2 separate regions of the Zea mays genome follow, and region 1 is linked to region 2. A link is a contact called in public Hi-C data. All regions are on one chromosome and are shown on one strand. Each heading gives the region's core, a stretch centred on a gene start, on an enhancer-like site or on the middle of the called end of the contact. The rest is flanking DNA. Distances are from core to core; before and after follow the strand shown.

What was found. Hi-C and Micro-C count contacts between places; a contact is called where the count stands out from the background.
Region 1: a Hi-C map of leaf shows a contact between it and region 2, with 5 times the contacts expected there. The contact joins the promoter of LOC100279267 here to the promoter of LOC100283973 in region 2. A contact is called at or near these places in 12 of 25 Hi-C or Micro-C datasets (bundle sheath, ear, endosperm and 6 more) and 1 of 3 datasets of contacts at active chromatin or transcription factors (leaf).

What each region holds. Positions count from the first base shown.
Region 1 is chr3:147,672,951-147,675,875 of Zm-B73-REFERENCE-NAM-5.0, reverse strand. LOC100279267 reads left to right here and starts at 1,615. Exons shown (of 7, transcript NM_001360957.1): 1 at 1,615-1,971; 2 at 2,666-2,674; 3 at 2,761-2,925. The coding sequence starts at 1,746. TRNAL-UAG (transfer RNA leucine (anticodon UAG)) reads left to right here and starts at 1,138; the gene lies at 1,138-1,217.
Region 2 is chr3:147,531,599-147,534,754 of Zm-B73-REFERENCE-NAM-5.0, reverse strand. LOC100283973 (antiporter/ drug transporter/ transporter) reads right to left here and starts at 1,730. Exons shown (of 6, transcript NM_001156871.1): 1 at 712-1,730; 2 at 34-135. The coding sequence starts at 1,647.

The sequences.
Region 1 (2,925 bases), core at 366-2,865, 140 kb before region 2:
AGTGAGATCAAGAGAAATTTAGTATATTGCACCAGTTGTGTAGTTTTGAGGCTTTAGGGAGATCATCAAGCAAGGTTTTTGGTTTATTACTCTTGGAGGTTGTTGCTCATTAGACGATTTGGTAGTGATACACCGTGAAGCTATTCAAGAAGATTGTGAAGAGGCTCTAGTAAAGTTGTGAGAAGTTGTGCTTGCGTCGCTAGAGCGGTGAAAAACAACTCTAGCGGAATTAAGGCTAGAGATGTTATTTGATAGAAGACGACTCATAAACGAATTGGACTATTGGTAGATGAGTGACTAAAAGACAATGAATCCACCTTAAAATGGATTAAGGGTGACCAACAAGCCATCGATATCACGAACAATTCCTATCTCTCGTTGCGACGAATTATTCTCTATCTTAATTTAACGTTGTAACGGTTTTTTGTTCATTTACATTTACAAATCTTATGGTTTATTTTGTAGTCGTAAAACAATTTTAGCATATTCTAATTGCTAAATTGAGTCGCTCGATGCTTTTAAGTTAAAACCATCTATCCACCCATCTAGCTGATACATTGATCCTATAAAAAAATAGAGGTCACGACGGCTGTGTGCAGCCGAGATGCCGTGGCAATGCACTCCGAGATGTGGCAGCCTAGATGTGGTGGTGCAAGGCCGAAATGTGATATTGCAGGCGACATAGGTGAATCGAGACTGAGCAGTGTCATAGACAAGGGGGCTGGCGGGGCCCATGGCCCTCTAACAAAAAAAAATTGTTTTCTAGTTATATATATATGGCTAAAATAAATAAGTTAGCTAATAACAAATTAGTATTTATTATATACTTAGCACATATATGTATTAATTGTTATGACTAGTGACTATAGTATATATATATATATTCTATTATTTATAATTATAACTATAGTTATATATATGTGTTGGTCCTCTCTAAAGGAAAATCCTACACGTTGCAGTGGCAGCCAGGATCGTGAATCGTGATGCTACATGCTCTGGTGGCCATCGTCGACCAGTGGTACTCCAGGGTCCACACACGTCGGCAGCTTCTGTGTATGCTCCCGAAATGGTGGATTTGAAATGATCCATCGAACATTTATTTATTCATATAAAAAACAGTAAAACATATACATCAAAGACAGTTTGGCCGAGTGGTCTAAGGCGCCAGATTTAGGCTCTGGTCCGAAAGGGCGTGGGTTCAAATCCCACAGCTGTCAAATATTTTTGAATTTTTTTGGCTCATTCCCTTCTGATTATTTTTCACTGATTCTCTTCTGATGAAATATATACTTACACCAAGGTGTACTAATATTTTAATTTTAAGATAAAAGAACTTCCCCGTTGTGTATGGCATAACGGCGAATAGTCCATCCATCATCAGCTTGAGACGGAGACGACAAGAACGACGCTACCTCACCATCTTAATCTTATTAGCAGCAAATAGCAGATGCAGATCAATAAACCCTTACCAAGCCCAATGCAGGGAGCAGATTCTCTCTCTCTCTCTTTCTCACACACACACAACCCCAATGATCCATACACACATTTTCATTTTTGAGCTGATATGTTGCCACAAAGCGAGGTTCTGGATGCAAAGTGAGCAGCCACAGGCCACAGCAGGTCAGCAGCCAATTGGAAGTCACTGTCTTCCTCTGAATATTCTGAGACCCTCCTCTCAACACTTTGTCGAGTTAACAAAGTCACCTCATCCAATCTTGCATCCCCATCTCTGTCTTTGCTCCTCCATGGCCATGGCCATGGCCCGACCTTGTGCTTTCCTTCTCTTCTTCCTAGTTCTTTTCTCCTACGACGGATCCGGTCCTGGGAGCAGCAGGAGGACTAGGAGGAGTGGCGTCGCGCAGGCCACGCAGAGAGTCTTCCTGTATCCACAGGCTCCCAAGGTCTCCTCCATCGTGAGCAGCAAGTACAGGACCGCGTACCACTTCCAGCCTCCCAAGAACTGGATCAACGGTACTCATCTCTTCTCTTCTCTTCTCTTCTCTTCTCTTCTCTTCTGTTGACTTTCCGTATGCCTTGTAATCCGAGGTTCTTTTACTGGATCAAGGAAAAGGAAGTTCGTCTGATTTTTTTTTTGCCTAACTGGAGGGAGTTTGACCTCCCTTCTCTTTCTGAATAAAAATTACTGGCGAGGTTAATTTCCCTAGTTGCCTAGCTCTGTGTTCATGGTATACATGTGAAAGGGAAGGTAGGTAGGCTACACAATACTTGTGCTGCACAGAGCCAAATTTTCTGTTGGTTCTTGCCGAATGCTGCACAGAGCCAAGATACATATTAGTGAAGGCTCACATTCATGGCACTGCTTTTACATTTTAGTGAAGTCATAGCAATGTTTTACCTAAAGGGATCGATGCTATTCCCTTTTCGCACTACATTGGCATAGTCTGAAGTATTGTGTTAAAGTTTTCAGTTAGGCAATGCATTCAGGCCAACTGAAAATTTGTCTGGAAATGCACTTTGCCCCCGTTTGGTCTTATATATGCTGATTATATTTTCATTTCAAGTTCCTGATACCATCTGAAAAGCATGTTTTGGACTCAGGGTCTTTGCCCTATCAAGTTTCTGATATCATCTTTTATTCTTTTCCCGTCCTTGAAAAATCCAAATGAATCGGGGACCGTTTCAAACAACGACTCAAAAAAAAAAGATCCAAATGGTATGTTATGCATCTCAAATTAAACACCAACCGCTTGCTTCCATACATACCAAACTGCAGTAGAAGAAGCTCCTCTTGATTTTCAGGACCAATGTACTACAATGGTATCTACCACCAGTTCTACCAGTACAACCCAAACGGCTCGCTCTGGGGCAACATAGTCTGGGCGCACTCGGTCTCCACAGATCTCGTGAACTGGATCCGGCTCGCGCCGGCGATAGAGCGGACGACTCCGAGCGACATCAATGGCT
Region 2 (3,156 bases), core at 481-2,980:
ATGTTGAAATTCAGCGCAAAGTGGTGCACAGACCTGGGTCAAACTGAAACCGCCCTCCGCAAAATTTTGTTGATATAGTGCAATATTCGCACCATCGACTATAGCTTGGTAGTCTTTATTTGCTTCCAACCACTCCTATAACAGTCATAATGAGCATGTGAGATTATGTTCACAAATGGGTATTGTTTCTAATATAGGAAGAACCTAATAAACAAAGTTACATCAATAAGCAAGATCTATTGTCATACGACTGCAATGCATTAGCTATAACACAAGTTATAAGCGACAGCTTAGTCTAGTTATTAGGATCTAGGATCAGCTACATGAACAAGCAGTTAGAACCCCGTTTTCTCTGAAGGATGGGCAAAACAGGAAGCAATTTCTAGGTGCACAAGGATGCCTCAAATATGTGGCTCAATTCCTCGGCTTAATTCCTCTGATGTACATAGGCTCATTGAGCACCCAATCATGTTTACATACTTAAAGCACACATCAGATCACCATTAGTAGTTAGTGTAAATTGTAAAATATGGCAGAATGCACCATCTTCCCGTCTATTCCCCCCCATAATATTAATTCTTCGTGATTTAGCAAATGAATAATCAACTTCAGTTGGCAGTAAGATAACCAGAATGCCAACCTTAGCCATTGGGCCATAGAAAGTTGAGAGGTAAGTAATCACAGGTCACAGCAATGGGAGAGGGAGGGCACCTGAAATCGGCTGAAATTTGTTTTTGTCTCCCTCTCGAGGGCCAAACCAGCAACGGAATCAGCAAACCTCTGTGTCTCCTCCATGTCAATGTCAATGCAAGCGAGATGGAATCTACATCCCCCACACTGATCAGCATCCCCAACTCTTACCCGCTGCACCGTCCAAGGGCCGGTTCCAAGCCACCCAAGGCGGTGGCAGCCACCACCGTTCGCCACAATGGCGTCCTTCACCTGAGCGGCATCCCATTGAGGCTTGCCGGCAGTTGCCGCCTCGTCGCTCCTGAACCAGGCCTCCACAACTCCGGCAGTCTCCTCGCTGACACAGTGGACGGCTTGCCTCAGCTTATGCATATACTCATACACCTTGTCCGCATCCCCGGCTCTGGAGCTGACATCCAGCAGCGCGGCAAGCTCGGGCTCCTCAGGCGAGACGCCGGAGGCCGTCATGTGCGCCTCGACAGCGTAGGCCTTAGCGGCCTCCCCGGCACGCCGGAACGCCGCGAGGACGGGGCCGTAGGAGCGGAGGCGCGGGGAGAGGCCGTACTTGTCCTTCATTGTGGCCACGAGCTCGAACGCCTCATCGGCGGCCGACGCCGGGTCGGCGGCGATGACGCGCGCGAGGGAGGTTATGGTGGCCTCGGAGGGCGGCGCCGCGGCCTGGAGCATGTGGGCGAAGACACGGCGCGCGGCGGCGGCGGGGGGGCTGGGGAAGGAGGAGCGGTCGGTGGCGGCGAGGAGGTGGAGGAGTTGGTTGTACTGGTGAGCGGAGAGGCGGGGAACGGCGTCGGCGTCAGCGTCGACGGCGGCGTCGAAAGCGGCCATGGCGGCGGCCGCGTCCCCGCGGCGGGTGCAGTCGGTTAGGGTGCGCGAGAGGTCGGCGTTGGGGCCCTTGGAACCCCGCCGCGGCCGGCGGCGCGTGGTCGCCGTGGAAGCCATGGGGATGACGGTGACGGTTGCGTAGGCGTAGCAGCGGCGGCGGCAGTGCGAGAGTTGAGGAAGAGCCCTAAGAATAAACGGCGGGAATGAGCGGCCCATAAGCTGCTTCGGGCCATGGTGGAGGTGGTGGGAGGGAGTGGACACAGGCATAGCATGCCACATTCCCAGTCAAGGACGATTAGTCCCGTATCGCCGGTTCAGGTACATGAGACCGTGTATATAAGGAGCGTGGTGGCATTCTTGGCCGCGTCACAGGATGAAGTGAGCGGGCTTTCAAAGCCCTGGAAAGTCCCCGGGCCTTAATGCGCAGCGATGCGCCCACGGACACGTGTACGGCCCACGAGCTGGCTCTCCCTGCTTCGGTGGGGGGCTGAGACACGTGTGGAGCCCAATTAAAAGGGAGCCGGCTCTGGGTTAAATGGCCAACTTTGTCTCACAGTTATTCACTTGGTCCACTATTGGACTAACAGAACGGGGCTTACACTCCTGTGACGCACCTTTTTTTGTGTACATATTTTTACTCCAATGTTTTTTGGGTACGATAATCGATTCTATCAGAATTCCATGTGGTTACCTACTTACCGCGATGCACAAGCAGAGCAATAGCTTCGATCTCAGATAGTTCAGCAAGAATGTATTTTCAGTAGATTCTCCTTGTAAGCTGAAACCCCAACGTTTTTCAAGTACTATTTCAGTCCCTATTAACCAAAGGGTATGAGATCTGGGATCGACTATGGGGGTGTTTGGTTTTTAGGGACTAATGTTTAGTCCCTAAATTTTATTCATTTTAATTCCAAAATTGTCAAATATAGAAACTAAAACTTTATTTTAGTTTCTATATTTAACAATTTATACACTAAAAAGAAATAAAATGAAGGGACTAAACATTAGTCCTTAGAAACCAAACACCCTCTAACTTGTTTCAAATGGTTGTACATAGTCATTTATAGGGTGTGTTTGGTTGGGTTGTGGCTGTGAAAAAAGTTGCTGTGAGCTGTGGAAAAAGCTGATGTAAGCTGTTAAAAAGCTAAAAACCGTTTGGTGGAAACTACTAAAAGTTGTTAAAAATTCTTCGATATATGTTGTCACAGTTCCATCCGAAAAGCCACTAAAAGCAGGTCCATGGGTGCTTTTAGATTTGCACTACGAGAAAGTCGGCTTTTAGAAAAAGCTGCTTCCTGGATCCAGCCCTTTGGTTGGCTTTTGGCTTTTAGAGGGGCAAAAGTCAAAGCCAAAAGTCAAACCAAACACACTCATAGTCTGTTTGGTAGAGCTCCCGCTTTAAAGCATGTTTCGTAGAGCTCTCACTGATTCTAATTATCTGTTAGAAGTGATTTTCTGAGAAATGTCAGAAGTCATTGTCTGAGAGAAGTGATTCTGTGACTAAAAGTGATTATCAAATAAAATTATATCATATACTCTATAGAAAGTATATGACTATGCAGTTGGAGTGAATCCGGAGAAACAACATTTTTAGCTCTCACCTTTCAGTCCATTTTAAAGAATCAT